2 separate regions of the Mus musculus genome follow, and region 2 is linked to region 1. A link is a contact called in public HiChIP or PLAC-seq data. All regions are on one chromosome and are shown on one strand. Each heading gives the region's core, a stretch centred on a gene start, on an enhancer-like site or on the middle of the called end of the contact. The rest is flanking DNA. Distances are from core to core; before and after follow the strand shown.

What was found. HiChIP or PLAC-seq counts read pairs in DNA pulled down with a chosen protein or histone mark.
Region 2: a contact with region 1 is called in an H3K4me3 HiChIP or PLAC-seq map of embryonic basal ganglia, with 5 times the contacts expected there. The contact joins two enhancer-like sites. A contact is called at or near these places in 2 of 15 datasets of contacts at CTCF or cohesin (CD8 T cells and pro-B cells), 30 of 484 Hi-C or Micro-C datasets (CD4 T cells, CD8 T cells, DN3 thymocytes and 22 more), 5 of 115 datasets of contacts at active chromatin or transcription factors (CD8 T cells, bone marrow-derived dendritic cells, embryonic basal ganglia and 2 more) and 1 of 9 other capture datasets (embryonic stem cells).

The regions. Positions count from the first base shown.
Region 1 is chr13:45,674,205-45,678,366 of GRCm38.p6, forward strand. All of the region lies in intron 6 of Atxn1 (ataxin 1), which reads right to left. Among named protein-coding and RNA genes, the nearest start is that of Gm34582, 150 kb to the left of the region's middle. Within about 2 kb of position 2,442, at least 6 of the 459 cell types and tissues checked have an H3K27ac peak or open chromatin away from gene starts, as enhancers often do.
Region 2 is chr13:46,157,296-46,161,457 of GRCm38.p6, forward strand. No RefSeq gene overlaps it. Among named protein-coding and RNA genes, the nearest start is that of Gm45949, 98 kb to the left of the region's middle. Within about 2 kb of position 2,261, at least 8 of the 459 cell types and tissues checked have an H3K27ac peak or open chromatin away from gene starts, as enhancers often do.

The DNA of each region.
Region 1 (4,162 bases), core at 1,192-3,691:
GAGAGAATCAAGGTTAGAATTACCATCACTGGGCTCAGGAAAGCAAGTGCAGAAACTTAAAACCCACAAGTTTCCTTAGGACATTCATGGGGGGCTCATTGATGTTATAACCAAACATTTTCTACCTCTTAGAAGACTTAGGCTACAGGAAGCTATGAAGTGTTCCCTAAACTGTACAGTTGTATTAATTAAAAAGTCAAAATTCTTTTTTTGGGGGAGGGGGGCAGGGTCAAGGCAGGGTTCCTATGTGTATCCCTGGTTGTCATGGAACTTAGTTTGTAGACAAGGTTGGCCTCAAACTCACAGAGTTGTTCTTGCCTCTGCCTCCCAAGTCCTGGGAGGCCCTGGGTGGATGTACTGCCATCACCCAGGAAAAAGTAAAAGACGCATAATACGTAAGCAGAGGGAAAATTCTTAAGGTGACAATGCCACTAGTTTAGTAAATCAAAATCCCTTGTTATTAGTTGCAATTCCCCATTTCAGTAAAGTATGATTTTTTTTCTCTCAAAAATTTGCAACATTAAAATAACAGCAAAAGGAAAGAAATTGAGACCCACAGTTTGAAAGGACTACAGATGCCATCCATAAAACTGATTTCAAATTTCTCTGGCTCATCACAAGCCTTCATTGTTCTCTCACCTAAACAAATAAGTCAGCATTATTCGTTGATGGCTGGCATACATTATGCGAACACAATTCTCTTTTATCAATTTTGTTATGTTGAAGTGACATGGAAGATTGTGCTTCTAAGAGGAGCTGATACTAAAAATATTTGCAAGCCATGAGGCAAGGCAAGAGATGAAGTTTGTAACCTGTTGGTGATTACTGTGACAGTTATGTAATGTGGAAACACAGGGAGTAAATGAGAAAAGAGACTGGACGTGGCCACTCACACCTGTCATTCTAACACTTGGGAGCTGAGGCAGAAGGATGGCTGTGAGTTCAGAGACAACTTGGGTGAAATAGGAGGTGCCAAGCCAGCCTGGGCTATAGGGTCAGATCCTGTTTTAGAAAGAGAAAGAAAAGGAAGGAAGGGAGGGACAGAGGAAAGAAGGAAGGAAGGAAGGAAGGAAGAAAGGAAGGAAGGAAGGAAGGAAGGAAGGAAAGAAGAAGGAAGGAAGGAAGGAAGGAAGGAAGGAAGGAAGGAAGGAAAGAAGAAGGAAGGAAAGAAGAAGGAAGGAAGGAAGGAAGGAAGGAAGGAAGGAAGGAAGGAAGGAAGGAAGGAAAGAAGCTTATCAGTCAACCAATTTTTTCCTTCAGAACTGTCTGCCACAGAGCACCCAGTTTTGGATGTAGACTATACCTTATGACTCAATTGGTTTCCTTCTCCCTTTTCCATATGTTTGGGATCAAGTAGGCAAAAGCTGGTCCCAACACGGAGACAACAGGTTGTACTGGAACCTTAGGAACAGTTTTATTATCCTGTAACAATGACCCCCTACTTCCTTGGCATCTACTGTTCTACCTCGGATGGAGAAAGTTCCCTAGCACAGAGGATAGGGGTCTATAACTCAGAGAGACAGGTGCCCTCTCAATATGTTTCCCAGTAAGCATGTCACTTCTGTTCCAGCCAACACATCTGCTGCAAATGGAGGTGGGGAAAGTTTGTCATGATTTCTTCATAGTCCATTGAGAATCCAAATATATAAAACTCACTTGGCACCCCATAACAGCTACTCGATAAATGGCTCGTTCTTTGGATAGCATGCAGACATGCTGCCCAGGCTGTTCCACCACCTTGGGGATGGGACTTTGGGCTGATGATCCCCGAGTACCACAAGAAGCCCAGGCTATCTTTTTTGAGCCACTATGTCAAAGTTTCTTTGAGAGAGGATAAAGGGATCATAAATGGTGAAAGGGCTGCAGGAAACCCAGACTCTTCCCAGACCCGACCTGGAAAAGCTAAGTGGTGCCTGAATTGCTTGCAGACCCCTCTTGAAGATTCCTCTTGTTTAAATCACAGTCAATCTTTCCCCAGCATTGAATGGGTTGGGGGGGGGCTCCTTGTTTTTACATGGCCAAGGGAGCACTTACCACACTTCAGCTGTACAAATTATATAGGATTGAAAATAGTATAGCTGAAAGAAGCATGAGGTTTGTAATTAGAGTTCACACTCCCTCCTTCTCCATCTTCCCCTCTTGCAGGCACACAGGAACAAGCTGATCTGAAATGTGGTTGTTTGAAAGGTCAAAAGGTTGTCACCTCCCCCCTCCTGTAGTCTATCTTTAGCCTCTCTTACTCTGCCTGGGATGCTGAAGATACAAAGATGGGCTTCCTCTACAGAGAGAAAAGATTCTCAGTCAGCCTGGAAGGAGTAGACCTGTGGTCCCAAGCAATTGGGCCGAGATCAGAGGACTGCTAGTTGAAGCTCCACCTGGCATATAGGGTGAGTTCAAGACCAGTTTGAGTACTTAGACACTGCCTCAAAAATTAAAGCAAAGACGGGCTGGTGCTTCCTGTGTTTGTCTATCTGTCTAGAGGCAGCCAGTGGTAGAGCATTCACCTATCATGTATAAGGCCCTGGAATCAATCTCCAGTGTACATGGGGAGGGGCAGAGAAAAATAAAGGAAAAGCAACATTCTGGGTAGCATCATTCCGTTTCTGAAGTCATCCCTGGGACCACTCCCCAAGGAAACCCCCCAGCATCCAGCCACCTCGCGTCCCTTTCCTTTCGTCCTTATCACATGAGCTTGTAACATGGCTAAGAAGCAAGCCAGAAGCTTCCCTAAGCAAGCAACATTCAATTATAGCCACTGAGAGAAATTTTGGACTTGGGTGGGAGAGGAAGAGGCAAGCATCAGAGTTAAGATTCTGAGCCTGCCGAGGGAAGGGTGAGGTTCTCTCCAGGAGCTGCGTGTATTACTGGTATCTAGTAAGTGTCTGGAGTCTTAATAAATACAGCAATTACTATGTGATGTCAAGATTACAAAACAACCCCGATTCTGTACCAACTGTATCTTGTGGGAAAACAAGCCTCTCTTAATCTTGTCGTTAAGAGAAGAATAAATTCAGCAGGCTAGATTGGGGTAGATTCCACGGGCCATGATTATATCTATGTCTCTGATCAGAGCATCAGGGATATCTGGCAATGCAGTGCTTGGGGAGCATATACAAAGCCCTGGCTTCTATTTCCAGCATTACAGGAGACAAACAGTAAGTAAATGATAGTCTATAGATATATAGTATCTATCTGAACAGGAAATCAAATGACAGGGTATCAAAGGAGAAACACTGCTGACCCTCCTGCTATCCCCACTAGCATAAAATTTAAAAACGACTACATTTATATTTATTTATTCTCTCTGTGTGTATGCTTATGTGTGCACATGCACACATGGCAAAACGTGTGTGTAAAAGCCCTGTGACAACCTGTGGTAGTCGGTTCTCTCTTTCGACCATGTGGGTTCTGGAATTGAACTCAGGTCATCTATCTCAGTAGCTATCTTTACCCACAGAGACATCGCAGTTGGCCCTGGTACAAGAGTTTTAAAAACATCGGTTCCTGTTAAAAGGTTGCTGTCAAGGAGATGGCTCAGTGGCTAAGAGAGCTTACTACACAAGCAGGAGGACCTGAGTTTAAAACCCATGAAAAACCCAGGCACAGGAGGCTGGAGGGATGGCTCAGCAGTTAAGAGCACTGGTTACTCTTCCAGAGGTCCTGAGTTCAATTTCCTGCAACCATATGGTGGCTCACAACCGTCCGTAATGGGATCTGATGCCCTCTTCTATCATACAGGCACACATGAAAATCATCTGTATAAACAAGTAAATCTTTAAAAAAGAAAACCAGTCGAGTATGTGTGCAACTCTAGGGCTGTAATAGGGATGGGTGGAGGCAGAATCCACCAAGAAAAACAAAACAAAACAAAACAAAACAAAAAAAACATCACTGGGTACAGCAAAAAGATGGTGGGCTTCAAGATCAGGAAGGATTAATAGGCTGATCGTAAGGGAGTTTCTAGTAGTTAAACTCCTCTGTATGAGATAGCAATGAGAAAGACATGTCTTTGGACATTGTCAAAGTAGAGAGTATAAAATAAGCAAACTCAGAGGTAAGCTGTGGCTTTTGGTTGCTAACCGTAGATCAGTATCAATCCACCCATTACAACAAGCATACACTCTAGGGTATTAATAAGAAGAGGTGCTTCATGTTCTGGGAG
Region 2 (4,162 bases), core at 1,011-3,510, 480 kb after region 1:
AACCAACCAATCTCTGATTTGACATAAGGCCCATTCCATTATATGGAACCTGTACCTCAATCTACTTGGGTGGCCAAGAAGCAGAGTCTAGACAGCTCAGAGACCTTGGGTAAAATCAAATACTACTGCTCTAAAAGAGAGTAATAGTAAAATGACTCCTAACGACATTCTGCTATACTCATAGGTCAGTGCCTTGCTCAGCCATCATCAGAGAGACTTTTTCCTACAGTAGATGAAAACAAATAGAGACCCACAGCCAGTAGTAGTACACTGTAGTGTACAGTGTAGTACACTGCCCAGTGGCGACACACTGTGATAGTGGCATGTGTCAGAGTAAAACTGTCACATCTCAGACAAAAGGAGGGACAGGGATGCAAATGGGGCAGGAGGAGAGTGGTAAAGAAGGGAGGGAGGGAGAGAGAGAGAGAGAGATTGAAACTCAGCTTTAAACAAAATGTCTCCATCAAACCCCTCTCCTCAGAGCTCAGGTAATCTTGCTGAAGAGGAGGCAGAAAGAAATGTAAGAGCTGGGCTGGAGAGATGGTTCAGTGGTTAAGAGCACTGACTGCTCTTCCAGATGTCCTGAGTTCAATTCCCAGCAACCACATGGTGGCTCACAACCATCTGTAATGGGATCTGATGCCTTCTTCTGGTGTGTCTGAAGACAGCTGCAGTGTCTATGTGCCCAGAGGGAATGGAAGACACCAGGAGAACAAAGTTCTCTAAAACAAATGAGCCAACTCCCTATGAACTCACAAACACTGAAGCAGCAATCACAGGGCCTACAGAGGTCTCTACCAGGCCCTCTGGTTATACATTATAGCTTTTGGTTTAGTGTTTTTATGAGACTCCTGAATGTATGAACAAGCATGTCTCTGGGGTTCTTTTATTTTTCTGTTGGCTTGACTTGTCCAGCTTCGATATGATAGGCTTTTTTTTTTCTCTTAGTATATTTTATTTTGACACTTTTGTTGTTATTTCCTAGAAGCCTGTTCTCTAATGAGAGCCCCCCTCCCCTCCCCGCCCCCCGTTAACTCTGCCATATCCACCCCATGTCCCGCCTCACCCAATTCTCACTCACTCATTTCCTAGCAGACAACTCCAGAGGTCATAGTGGGAGTTTAACAATATATAACAAGATGAACTTCTTTGTAACTTCTTAATATCTCATTGCTTTTCCTTGCCCATGGAAGTGGGATGGTTCTTTTACATCTGTGGAGCAGGTCCCCCGCCTCCTTCCTTTCCAAAATGCCACCATTCATCGCTAAAACCGAACGCACCCATTTCATCAAGCACCAGTCAGTTTAGCCAAGAAGCCGCTCGTGGGTTTGAGCACATGTGAGCACGTGTGCATGAGGGGACAGGGTGAACTGGCTATCATTGCTACCTTGGGATTAAAAATTTCAAGAAAGCAATTACTGTACTGCAAAAAAAAATAATAATGATTACATTTTGGCTTATACCTGGAAACACTACATATATATATATATATATATATATATATATATATATATATATATATATATATATGGAGTTTAGTTGCTCTGTGTAAAAGTTCCTGGCATGTTATTTGCTCTTTTATTTTTTTTTCATATTAGACAGTAAATATGTGAACATACATAATACTCTCATTAAGGGATCTTTTTAGTCAGGTTTATGTCACCAAGTAGAAGTGCCTTTGGCCAACCAAAGATGCACTTTGTTTTTTCAAGATTCTGACAGCCAACACTTCCAAAACAAGACCCAAATTCATTCTTGCACAGAGTACGCGACTTTTGAAAATAGATGACAGAGAAATCAGGTAACACTTTGAGGGGGAACAAGGTATCCGTATCTTATAATCGAGGTGTAGGGAAAGTGTGATATGCTGTTAGAAAATTAGTCATGTTCTTGTGAAACTCAGGATGGTTCTTCTTTCTGTCACCCCCTAGACATGTGCTGGTAACCTCAGGATGTGCAAAGAATATAACTCAGCAGTTGTACATTCCCTGGGGTAAAACATCGATACAACCCAAACATAGCAGTAATAGTAAGAAAGGGCACAGATGTCATCAAACTCAGCATTGTATCAACCAATGAAGAGCGGTGGACCTCTAAGGCTATATTGAAACTGGGAAACCCTTGGAGCTTCACGACATTTATATCGCAGTACAATAAGTCATGCGAATCTGTGACCGTGCTTATGTGAACTAAACCACCAATGTGGCAGTTATGTAAATGCACACCGACACCGTAAAAGCTGTATACATGCGCAACACTTGATGATGATGTCCATCATTTCGGAGAAGTCACGACAGGAACTCACACAGCTAGCCACATCAAAGCCACAGTCGAAGACAGACTGAATCTCATCTGCACGCGCTACCTGCTTTCTTGTGCTCAGATCGCTCTTTCCCCCACTGATCAGTTCAGGGCTAAGCCTATGAAATGGTCCCACCTGTGTTCAGGGTAGACCTTCCCACCTCTGTTAATAATCAAAAACGCATCCCCCACAGACATAGCCACAGGCCAAGCTGGTCTAGATAATTCCCCATTAAGACTCTCTTCCCAGGTGATCCTAGGTTCAAGCAGATAGTTAAAACTGACCAGCACAATTTATCTTAGTGGGGGGGGGGGACTTACTGTAAACACGATGTGTGACTCGCCATTGAATCCTTTGATCCTGTGTTTAGGTTTACAGTGTGTGTTGATAGCATCGTTCTCTGGTGCTTGATTTAACCTCATGCTCTGTTCATCGTGGACCCTAAATATAAAAATCTGCTGCTAATGTTACCAGCAAGAGGTCACATGGAGTAATTGACCTGGAAATGAAATTTAAAGTGATTAAGGGCTACGGAGGTGGAAAATCGATGATGGTTATTGCTCTCCAATCAAGCATGCCCCAGTTTGCAGCTATGGTCTTGAAAAATGTGTACAAGGCGATCGAAGCTGTTTAAGGATCTGATTTGTGGAAGGCAATGGAAACTGGAAGCTGAGGGTGGTAATCCTAGCACTTGGGAGATAGAGACAAGAGGATCAGAAGTAGAGAGTCATCCTTGGGGAGTTCAAGGCCAGCCTGTACTCTCTGAACCCCTATTTCCCAAACTGGAAAACTACTCAGATGAGGTGCTGTAAGATTTGGAGGAGCCCCCAATGGCCTGGATGGAAGACCAGACAGAGCTACATTGTATCTCAGCGGCAAGACAATCGGGACCCCTTTCTGCCTTGAAACTGGACCCACCCACAATGTCGAGGTTCCAGGTGGTTTGAGCTAGTCAAGGAATGTTATTTTGTTGCTCAGTGTCAGAATGAACAGTGGGCCTCCCAGGGCTGGTGGCTCTTGGATACTCTGGGGAAGCTGATTGGGGGTAGGGGGTGGAGCTACTTGCGGAACATGATCTTTCATATGGACGATACCTCTCTGTTCTGAAAATGGAGACCTGAGAGCAGCCCCATTCACAGGGAGGTAGAGTTGGTGGCCACTTCAAGGCTTTAAGGCAAGGTGAGAGACTTCTTTAAAAGTAGTGTTGTTACAGGGCTGTAAATCAGGGCTCTTTGTGACCTGGCATGGTGAAAACCCCAGGATCTTCTAGCATAGCCTCCCAGTGTGACAATACACACACTACTGGTGGCCTGCAGGGATAGAGAGAGAGAGAGGGCAAAGGCAATCCAACTCTGCTCCCAGGTGTCCCTACCGACTTGCTACGCCAGAACAAGAAGACCATTTGGAAAGCATAGTTTCTCGATGTCTTGCTTGTCTAGATGTGTGTACACAAGTTGGCTCAATGATGTCCTGATGCTGCATTTCAAACTCAGTAACATGTGACTCTACCCTGGACCTGCACCAGGCACTATACTCTAAGGACTTTGTGTCTAGCCACACCTGTGAGGCGGGGGTTGGGGGGGGGTGGGGGGCTAGGACTATCAGTCCCATTTCATATGTGAGCAAGCTGAGGTACAGAGGGCTTAACTCATGGCTAATCAATGCCAGAGCACAGGGAGTCCAGCTGCACATGCTCATGAATACAGCCTTTTGATCAGGGTGCCTTCCCTTTGAAGTTGGCCAGCAGGTCTAAACGCTACTTTAGAAACTGCCGGTGGCATGCTTGAGCTTGCTTTTAGGGGGGTTGGCAGCCAGAACTTCACTCATCCACACTGTGCTAGCTTGCTTCCCAGCATCTGC